2 separate regions of the Mus musculus genome follow, and region 2 is linked to region 1. Evidence: chromatin contacts called from public Hi-C data. All regions are on one chromosome and are shown on one strand. The core of a region is the stretch at or near the end of the contact, and the rest is flanking DNA. Distances in the headings are between cores, read along the strand shown. Region 1 overlaps Bank1 (B cell scaffold protein with ankyrin repeats 1). Region 2 has its middle 13 kb from the start of Ppp3ca.

Region 1 (5,176 bases), core at 1,408-3,907:
GGCCTTAGATCTGGCTAGAATTGTTGTGACCACTATGCTTTTCACCCATATCAAAGGGGCACCAAGTCCCCTATGAGGAGTACTTGTCTTGGAACTGATGAGGGAGCACCATGGCCTCTTTGAAGATGCATCCTGATCTCTGAGGCAATACTCTCATCCCTATGGGGAACACTCAACTCCTATGAGGGACTATGCTTGGATCCATGTAGTGAGTTTCTACACCCATTTGAGAGTGGGATAGCATGAGCTAGGGACCCCATTCATATCTATGTGAGGGAGCATCCAAGCTCTGTGAAGGAACACTCTGGCCAATGTGAGGGAGCACTCTCATTCCCGTGAGAAGTACTAAGGCCAATGCATAGGAATGCCCCAGTTCATGTAAAAGAAGGCACCTGACAACATGACATAACAAATGTGCTTATGTGAGGAGGCCTCCAGCCTATGTGAGGGAAGGCCATGGTCCCTTTGAGAGAGCACCCTCATCTATGTGCAGGAACACCTGGCCTTGGGGGAAGCACCTGGCTCATGGCTAAGACCCCATGCTCTTCTCATGTCAATTTGTCAGCAGTGGAATTCTCACTCTCAATGATGTGTTCATTCAGGGAAAGTAGTGATCTTTCTGATAAACTGATAAATGACCTGAGTGTCACAAGGATGAGGTAGAATCCTGACCCTCAGATCTCTGGTAACCTAAGCCAGAATTGGTTTGTTACCTTTACAATGAGGTAAGCAGTTTCATCATGTGACTTTTCTAATAGACTTTACTCTTGATAGGTAAGACTTCTGCTCCTTCAGCCTCGATCAAAGAAATTGTACAATTGTATAGAAACAAGCATTACTTCCAACCTCTGGATGTGGAACCTCATTGATGAGTTCACTCCTGGGACTGCCTTTTCTGTTCATGCCTACAGATAATGAGGGGGAATACTGCACACATGTCCGATGAGATATTAATCTTTGAAGGTGTATAGTTCCACCTAAATATTGTTAACTTGCTTTGGCATAGTGGGCATTTTCTTGCTATGGTTGAACATTTTCAAATTTTAGTAGTGTTCTACATATCGACTGTTCTTGCCTGTATCATCAGAAATCTACTCTCTAGGAAGCATCTTAAGAGGCTTCAGTGCTGAGAGGAAACATCTCAAGCTGGACACAGGGTTTCACTGCTATACTGTGCCTTTGACTTTGGTTCCGTAATTATGACTTCCTGGCAGAAAGTTGATTTCACAAGACAATCTGTGAGTTTTATACATCAAAGTGAAATTATCAACATACCAGAAGCTTTCACACTGTCCTCTCAAGGGCTTTTGGTTATGTATGCTCTCAGCTATTTGAGATGGTAGTGTTTCCCAAAATACCTGCATTGCCATGCAGTCTGCCACCAGAGTGCTGGAGTGCAGCCATGGCTGGCAGCGAGGCAGTTCCTGCTATGGGAAGGACTCTGCTGAGCCGAGCCTGTGTACAGGACTGATGTCAGTATCCATTATCCACACAGCTGCTACGGATCCTTCTATCATCCTCCATCCCCCCCTCCACCATTTCTTATTGGAATCCAGCTTGTGGCAAACTGATTACAGTAGAGTGACCACTGCAAGGATGAAGACAAGAAAAGCTTTAAGGACATGTGAAAGTGTTATCTTTGAGTAGGAAAGCAGTCCTGTAATATTCTAGAAAAATAGCACCAGATGGGCCCGGTTGGCATACAACTACCCGAAACAGCAAGAATTATTTTAAGAGAGAGAGAGAGAGAGAGAGAGAGAGAGAGAGAGAGAGAAGAAAGAAAGCAAATCACTGGGGCAGCCTGCTGCAAAGCAACAAGAAAAGGCAGTAGCTGTTTCCTCAACATGACTTAGTGTCTTATTCCAGTTCACACAGCCTAACAGAATGCCACAGGCTGGATAATTTATAAACAATGGATGATTACTGGGCACACAGTCCTGGGTGCTGCAAAGTTCCATGGGCACCAGCAATCTAACAAATGGGCAGCAGCCCATCTATGCTAGGCAGACACGGGGAGTCAGAATGAACTCACGCTTTTTGTAAAATACACACCTGCAGTGGTGGCACTGATCTGTGAGAACAGACTCAGCACCACCCAGACACTTCTTAAAGGGCCCACCTCCCAGTTCTGAAATAGTGATGAATAAACTTCAATTCCTCTTTTGGAGGGGATATTCGAACTTAGTAAAGCAAGGACAGATTTCTATATCATGCTTGCTTTTAAAGTTTGGCAGTTCAATCAACTAGCTTACCTTGAGAAACTTCTTAGCAACTTTTAGTATCCCTTAAAATCTGTAAGGTAGATTTTGCTTCTAGGATTAACTTGAATTTAGTACCTGCCAGATAATAAGTAAATAAATGGTCAAGTAGAAACAAATATTGACCTCTAACAAAAATTGTGAAGATAGTGAAGATAGGCACCGCTGAAAAAAGGAGTTGTAGCTTCAAGTCTTGTGCTTCAAGAGGAAGACTGAATAACCAAGAAAAACACAAGATGCACATATAGCCCAAATGGCAAGTTTTCAAAGTTTCCACATAATCTTGAACTCCTCAGAAAGTTCACATAGTTTTCTATTTTGTTTCCAGGTCCAGTTCAGACAGTGTTTTCTTGATGATGGATCAGCTACTCTGAAGGAGGTGAGTCATGGGAGACTCCCACACCAGAACTCTGCGGAGAAAGGACTACACATTGCCGACAGTGGCTTCATCCCAGAGTGGACCATGAGTAATCGCAAGAACGTGGTTTACCTTAAGAAATAACATCTGTCTCAAGAACTGGTTACTGGAAAAGTACTAATCTCAAAGTAGTAATTCTTCTACTCTCTGCAATTTCCAGACACTGAAGACCAACTGAAGCAGGGAGAATAAACCAGTGAGACAGGGACATTATGTTACCCAACTTAAAAAGGCTTGTCTGACACAACTTTGGAGGGTTGATTACTAAGAGGACAATTAAGCCAAAAAAAAAAAAAAAAAAAAAAAAAAAAGCACATCCATTCTCCTATTGGTTAATCTGTTTTCTAATATAGTGAAGATTATAGGTTAATTTGTTTTCTGGTATAGTGAAGATTATAGCTGATGAGGAAAAACAGACTTGCCAGCAGTATTGTCGTACTAAGAGAAAAATGTGACAAGGGGCCTTTGGAAGACAACAACAGACAACGTGCAAAAAGCGATCAGTTGGTTTCCTGGGAACTAAGCGAGCATTTTTCTTTTTTTCTTTTAAAAAATGTATTGAAGATTTCATATGTGACTACAATTTACATCATTAAATCCCATCTTCTCTCCTTCTAACTCTTCCCATGTCCCCCTCTCAAGTTCTTGACCTTTATTTTTTTAATTTAATTTAATTAATTGAATACTTATTAAATATTATAGTTACATCTCTCCCTCGCTTTCTCCAACTCTCTATACAATTTCCTTCTGAATCCACTTAGTGTTGCTCTCATCTATATGTCTGTGTAGGGTGTACCACTTGAGATGGATTGAATCACCTCTCTGGGGACTTTTCTCTGGAGAAGACAGACTGACTTCCTCCTCTCTAAGCTGCCACTGTTTTCCTACAGCCCTTTATCTAGGGTGGGGTCTTGTAAGATCTCCCCACCCAGATTGAAATGTTGACGAGTGCTATCTTACTTATCTTCTATTGAGCTTCCTCTGTGAACTGATGGCAGAGCAAGGCATGGAGGTAGAGCAAGTGATGGGTACTGATAGGACTTTACATCCTTTCACAGAGAGGATCAAGAAGAACCCTTGGAATTACCTAGGCTATTCTCCAGGACTGCAGAGCATCTTCAAGTGCTGCATTCAAGGTCTGTTAACAACTTGATGTGCTTTTAGTTTGGGGGGAATAACCAAGCTTGCCTAAACCCGAAGATCTCTAGGACTTCCAAGGGAGCAGGGGATCATTTACTTCAGTCTCTGCTGGAGCTCCAGCTGTAATTACAAAGAATAAAAACAAACCAGAAAAGAAGATACTTTTACAATTGCCTGGAGAGCTGAAAGGTTCTGTGGGCGGAGAGGATGACCCGAATCAAAACTATGTGCCCGGTTTCCATGGAAATACAGGACAGAATGCTGAGGAAAAGTGAAAGTCATTTGATCCCATCTTCTGCCTACAGAGTCCTCCAGGGTAAGCCTTACTCTGGGTTTAGTGACAAGGAATGTATTCAAGTGATAATACTGTTACATGTATTATATGGAAACATCACTTTTAAATATTCTTAAAATAAGATATGTAAATTATATCTTAAAATATCTTATTTTAAATAAATAGGTAGTGGTTTTAAAAATACTGAAGGAGTCTTTTCATAAAAGCTCAATTTTAAAATGTAGATTATTTGGAAATATTTTGACAGTTATTAAGCAATCACCATACAAACATCATACTAAACATTTTATACCAATTATCTCCATTTCACTATCACACCAGCTATGAATGAAAAAAAACTTGTGTTTATTAGAAGTTCTCCCCTAAGAAATGCATATAGATGATTGACAGAACTGGGATACTCACAAAGACTTGATTCTCAAACTATGCGGAAATGATCTCCCCATTAATTTTTGAGAGTCTTACAATGCCACTTAAAAGGAGAGGGGGGTCAATCGTATAACTCAAAACTACATCAAAGATCTGCTACAACTTTGAACAAGGCGGGAAACAGCATGCAGGGCATTTTCTTCTGAAAGGGTGGCTTAGTTTCAAATTCATATCATACAACAGAGCAGCATTCTCTTTTCACGAACCCCTTGCTAGAATCATATACTAAATGAGTGATATTCTCTCATAGTAAATGATGGGATAACAACTTCACCAGCAAATTTCATGGTGTGAAGGGCAGGATAAAATGACAGCTCTAGGAACATGAAAGAAGACATGATCTAGATTTGTACCAGGAAAAGAAAACCAGAAACAGTAAGAAACCAGAAAGATCGCATCCCAGACCTGATACATTATTTTTCCCCCAGTCTAAATCCAGTATAATCCCTTTGAACAATCTCAATGTGTGGTACCCCAATCATCAGGATGGCTGAACTAAAGGTAACTCCCGTGCTCATGATATTGTCTATTGGTTAGGATATCATTGCTGTTTCTGCATGCTGCTTTGCGTTAATGGGCTTTCCCTGCTGTATCCCTGCCTGAAAGTTGAGTAACTCATTTTGCATCCTCTTATCC
Region 2 (5,298 bases), core at 2,146-4,645, 490 kb after region 1:
TGTAAATCATTTTATCAATTATGGATTGTGAAACATTGATATTGATCTCATGCAAAATTGTAAAACAAATTAGGGTCAACATTTTTATTTTTCCCCTAGACTATCAGGTTACTATCTCTTAGGTTCATGAAACGTTTCTGTTGTTCCGTCTTGCATATCAGAAATTTTGAACACTTTTATGTCTGGGTCATAAGGCTGTTTTTCTATATTCTTATGTGACAGTGCATCCAAGGAACTACAGAGGAGAAAATGAGGTCAGACCGCTGTCCTTGGTTATAGCAGTATGCTCTGGGTGACTGAATTTTAATGATTAACAGATACTTGGCATTTTCATTAATATCTTAAAAATGATTCTTTGAATTATATTATTCGAATTTTAAAGATTTAAAGTAACACTTTCATAGATGTAGTTGTCGTTTTATATATTTATCATCAAAACATTACCATGGCAATTTACCTTACTCAAAGGAAAAGAGCTGCTGGAGAACTTAACTGGCAAAACTAGTCCTTTCCTGTGACACCAGTCACCTAAGGTAGAACTTTCCTGAGAAGAAAAATACCCCTACTTTGTTTTCCAGTTTTATAAGACAGTGCAAGTAGGTGTCCTGATTTTTATTGTACCTCTGACACGGGTAGGTGTCCTGGTTTGGGGAAGACCACTGATTATTAAGAAGCAGGAGCCAGTTGTGATGCCCTTTCACCTTCATAAGAAAAGGTCCCTGCTTTCCTCCCCAGTGCTGCCCCCTCCTCCCAGCTTCCTGCTTTGTCTTGACTCCCTTAGAATCAATTCTCACATTATGTTGTTGTTTGGGCACAAAGGTTTTCACACTTTTGTTAAAACACAATGCTCCTTTTGTAACAAAGGAAGGAAGCCAAATATTCCTTGAAAGAGAGAGAGGAGGCAAAGGGGCAGATCACAGGCTCTGACAGACTCCAAGAAGGCATAAGTGTGGCCTTTGGAAAGTGAGCCTTCCTAAGTGACTTCTGGGGAGCCTTCTGGTGACTTTATATACATTCCTGTGACCTCTCAGCCTCTGGGTTGCTATCAGAGCACGCAGTTGGATACTGCATGATTCATGGTGTCTGCTGCCTCTACCCAAACTTCCTCCCAGACTTCACAGAAGAAAACACTGATGCTTTAGTTTTCTATTGTAATTATTATTTAGTGGGATTTTGTGTTTTAATGCCAGATTTTGGTTCAAGGGACGGTTGATAGGAAGGTCCAGAGCTGTCCCAGAGACTCCTCTTCGTCCACATGAGCTTTCTCCTCACGAGAATATCCTCCAGCAGAGAGCACAGGAATTGATAGACCTGTTCACAAACACAACCTCAACACCACTTCCACCGTGCTCTCTACACTACCCTTCACTTCTGCTGTATAGTCTGTGGGTTTGGGCAAACGTGTAATTCCATGCACTCAAAGTTGTTCCACACAGATTTTTCACTGTTGGTTCCATCCCGTTCCTCTAGAACTACACTCTCCCTGTTATCTCCTGGAAGCTACTACTTGTTCTACAGTTAACATAGGGCAGTGGTTTGGAGATAGAGCCCTTCCTTCAAGAGTCTCATATGTTGGAAGGTCTCATGGTAGAAAGCATGGTAGTGTTAGGAGGTTCTAGAACCTCTAAGAGAAGAAGCCTAGTGCCAGGTAATCAGGTCAGGAGTGGTCATCTCCTTTAAAAGAGATCAATACAGATATCAGGAAACCCTAGTTAGTTCCATCGAATGGGCTATAAAAAGTAAGCGTGACCTCAGAATCCCTGGGGCTCTGGTTTCATCAGGTGTCTTCTTCTGTGTATGACCTGCCATTGTTATGTTTCCAGTGTCATCATTTTTTTGACTTTTAAAACTGTGGGCTAAGTTAGTCTTGTTTCTTTGCAAGAAACTCAGCTCCAGGCATTTTGTTATAGAAACACATTAATATATATATTTTTTTCATTGTCCAGAAGACCATACAGCTGGAATCCTCTAGAATGAATGTTTTCAGATTGTCATATTGTGTGCAATATGAGTTTAATTTCACCATCCCTCATTTCTTCTAGGGCTAACCAAATATGACACTGTTCGTTTATATCACCTACTGGAGGACATCTTGATCCCTTCCAAGTCTTAGATATTACAAATAAAATGCCCTTGTTATTAATGATTCTAGTGGTATAGATTGGCTCTGACATGTTCTCCAAAGGCTTGTATAATAAGGCTTGGTTCCTGGTAGGTATGATTAGGAAGTGTGGTCTGGACTTTCAAAGATAGGACCTAGTAGCAAGTCTTCCAGCCATTAGTGGCAAAGATTACCACAAGACCATAAAGCTTTCTTTTTCTCTTTTCACTCTCTCCAGCCACATGGGAATTGATTTTTTTTTTTTTTTTTTTTTTTTTTTTGGCCACATGCTCATGCCACAATGAGCCATTACAGTACCAAGTCATGGGACCAGTCAGACATAGACTTAAACAAGTGAATCCAAGCAAACATTTCTCTATTATAAGTTAATCTAAGGTATCTTGTTACAGTATTAAAAAGCTAACTAACACACGCCGATTATTCATAACTGAAGTGTGACACAACTTTGGCACAGGACAGTAAAGAATGGTTAAAGTACAGTGGGGTCACATTGACCTTAGGGACACACATTTGGTCCTCGGGAATGTAATGAATTCAGGAAGTGAGTTACCAGGAGTCATCCTTTTCTCTCTGTTCTTTTCAGACATTGTGAATCCCATCTCATTCTCTCTGGGGAACCCTTTCTCCACTTTTCCCATCCAGACGTGGAATAATATGGTGGGTGATCACTGTGCAGCACAACTCTAAGCTTCCAGAGAAAGAAGAAACGTCTTCAGCTTTGCAGAGAAGAAAGCATTCGGGGAAAGAGGACATGTGGGCTCCGTTCCGAGCTATAGAACTCGAGATGCTGACCTGTAGAATCATGTGGATGAGTCATATATGAAATAGATCTGAACAAATAAAACACTCTCAGTATACACCTAATCCTTCCCAGGCTGGGGAGAGGACCTAGCTCCAAACACCTGGAACAGAGTGTCACTCCAATTTTAGTCAAAGTATTTCCTGTCTTAGTAATACATTTTTTTTTAACCATAAAGGAATTAAAGGGTATGTTGTTTGACTCAAGAATCTCAGGAAATAAAATAGTCATTTTTGTGAGAATTGAAAGCAGAGGGGGAGGGGGGGAGAGGGGGAGGGGGAAGGGGGAGGGGGAAAGGGAGGGAGGGAGAGAGAGGGGGGAGGGGGAAGGGGGAGGGGGAAAGGGAGGAGGGAGGGAGGGAGGGAGAGAGAGAGAGAGAGAGAGAGAGAGAGAGAGAATAGGATTGGATAGTGAGACCAACCCACTGGAAACCACACAATTCAGTCTTGTATGAGATGTGGTTTTTTTTTTTTTTCAAGGAGGCTTGGTTATTTCCCTTGCCCCAGCCCCCTTTACAAGTCCTTTTCAATCCTGATCAAAAGGTATGATGACTGTGCTGGTCTTCTCCATCCCTGTGACCGCTCCAGGGTGCCTTTACCTGTGTCTCCAGCTGTCCCAGCATTTTCTCTGTTTGTGGAGAGAGCTGGAGAGTGTGAAGAACTCATGGCCCCCTATGGCTGTCTTCCCAGAGACCTATGGCTGTCTTCCCAGAGACCTATGGCTGTCTTCCCAGAGACTGACCACTGCCGCTGGATGTGTTTACCAGGCTGTCTTGTCCGGGTGCGTCCAGCGGCAGTGGTCGGTGACTTATAAATACTCAGGCTCTCCTGTGGGATTGAGCCAATGTCCCTATGTTTCTGTGTCCTTGCTTTATGCCTCACAGATTTTATTCATCAGATTTTCAAATGGTGGGGTGAGGCTCATCAGTGCTATCTACAGTAATCTACTTAAAGCCAATTGATGACGAGTGGATTAGTGTATCTATAAAATGCCGTCATAGCAACATCTTGATTAATAATTAGCTAAATGCCTGGGTATTCCACACTTGCCAGGCTGACATAGAAGATTAACCATAACAGTATAGGAGCAACAGAATTAGATGACAAAAATATGTTTTGCTAACTAAAACAGTTCCCAAACAGGATAACCATAAAAACTGCTTGGGTTTTGAAAAAACTCCTATATTATTAAATTAACAATACTAACATTTAAGAAAAGGCTATGACTCACAAAATTGTGTTAGTCACACATTCTATATATATATACATGTATCATATAAATATATGTTCATATTCATAGAAAATATGTTTAAAACTCATAAAGTAAGAAAAGAACTTTTTTTCACTTGTACATTAAAAGAACTTTAAAACATGTTATTTACTTAACAATTAATTTGGTGACAATTTCATACAAGTATTTAATACACACTTATCACTCTTACCCTGTAACCTCTCTGATCTCTCTCAAACTCCCACCCAACCCTTCCCCTCCTTTCCAGTCTTTCTTACATTTATACCTTTTTGTTTTGAATTATGATTCAAATCATTTAACCTGGACTAGGCAGTCTGTGTAACCATGGGTTTGGGACTATGCAGAGAAACCTGGGGAAGTCACCAGTGAGTCCAGAGCTGAAGACAATGACTACCCTATCTCTGTGTCCCAGAATCAGTAAGTAGCCTGAATATCAGCAAAAGGGGTGTGGCCTCATAAGCCACTCCTACATCCATGCCTGACTGCTGACAGACCCATTTTTGTGCAGGCCCAGTATAAGCAACAATAGCTGCTGTGACTTTATGATTTGTAGTAGCAGTGGCATGCTCAAGAGATGGCATTGGTTCGCCCTTCTCCTGTTTAACAGCTCTTATATCTTTACCGGATTTTCTTCCAAAATGTTTCCTAAGTCTCTGGGCGGGGAATGTATGTGTGTCTCCAAGTGTCTTGTCGAGGGCTACCACTTATTCTCCGCACTTGGAGCAGCCATGAGTCTCTGTATTCACAATAGTTCACTAGGTCCATGAAATGTTACAGTCATTATGATCAAGAATAACATTTGCCTAGGGATATAAATATAAATAAATAATATAAATATAAATGTGAATACTAGAAGATAGTTGGAGGCTATGCCAATTTGGCTAAGCATCAGTAGCTAGTTGACCTCCACAGGCGTAAGTTTTTGACAAGATTCATACGGTATCAAGGATGGATGCCTCTCTGTGAGTGAACTCTATAGCAGGGAAGAATCTTGTAGCTCAGTTCTAGCATGGTTTCTTTGTATCTTGCAAGGACAGTGTGTTACAAGTTGCATATGGAAGTAGTCCACACCTGGCATAGGGATCCCTTTGTAAGGCTGCCTTCTTGTGATCAAGTCTTGCCACCC

What was found. Hi-C and Micro-C count contacts between places; a contact is called where the count stands out from the background.
Region 2: a contact with region 1 is called in a Hi-C map of the C2C12 cell line, with 2.9 times the contacts expected there. The contact joins two enhancer-like sites. A contact is called at or near these places in 6 of 39 promoter capture datasets (the 3T3-L1 cell line, 3T3-L1-derived adipocytes, the C10 cell line and 2 more), 1 of 15 datasets of contacts at CTCF or cohesin (the NIH/3T3 cell line), 10 of 484 Hi-C or Micro-C datasets (the C2C12 cell line, the Patski cell line, bone marrow-derived macrophages and 5 more) and 5 of 115 datasets of contacts at active chromatin or transcription factors (the NIH/3T3 cell line, PVALB interneurons, bone marrow-derived macrophages and 2 more).

The regions. Positions count from the first base shown.
Region 1 is chr3:136,164,209-136,169,384 of GRCm38.p6, forward strand. All of the region lies in intron 7 of Bank1 (B cell scaffold protein with ankyrin repeats 1), which reads right to left. Among named protein-coding and RNA genes, the nearest start is that of Bank1, 160 kb to the right of the region's middle. Within about 2 kb of position 2,658, at least 47 of the 459 cell types and tissues checked have an H3K27ac peak or open chromatin away from gene starts, as enhancers often do. A contact at or near this core is called in the C2C12 cell line, where this site is marked.
Region 2 is chr3:136,654,281-136,659,578 of GRCm38.p6, forward strand. No RefSeq gene overlaps it. Among named protein-coding and RNA genes, the nearest start is that of Ppp3ca, 13 kb to the right of the region's middle. Within about 2 kb of position 3,396, at least 19 of the 459 cell types and tissues checked have an H3K27ac peak or open chromatin away from gene starts, as enhancers often do. A contact at or near this core is called in the C2C12 cell line, where this site is marked.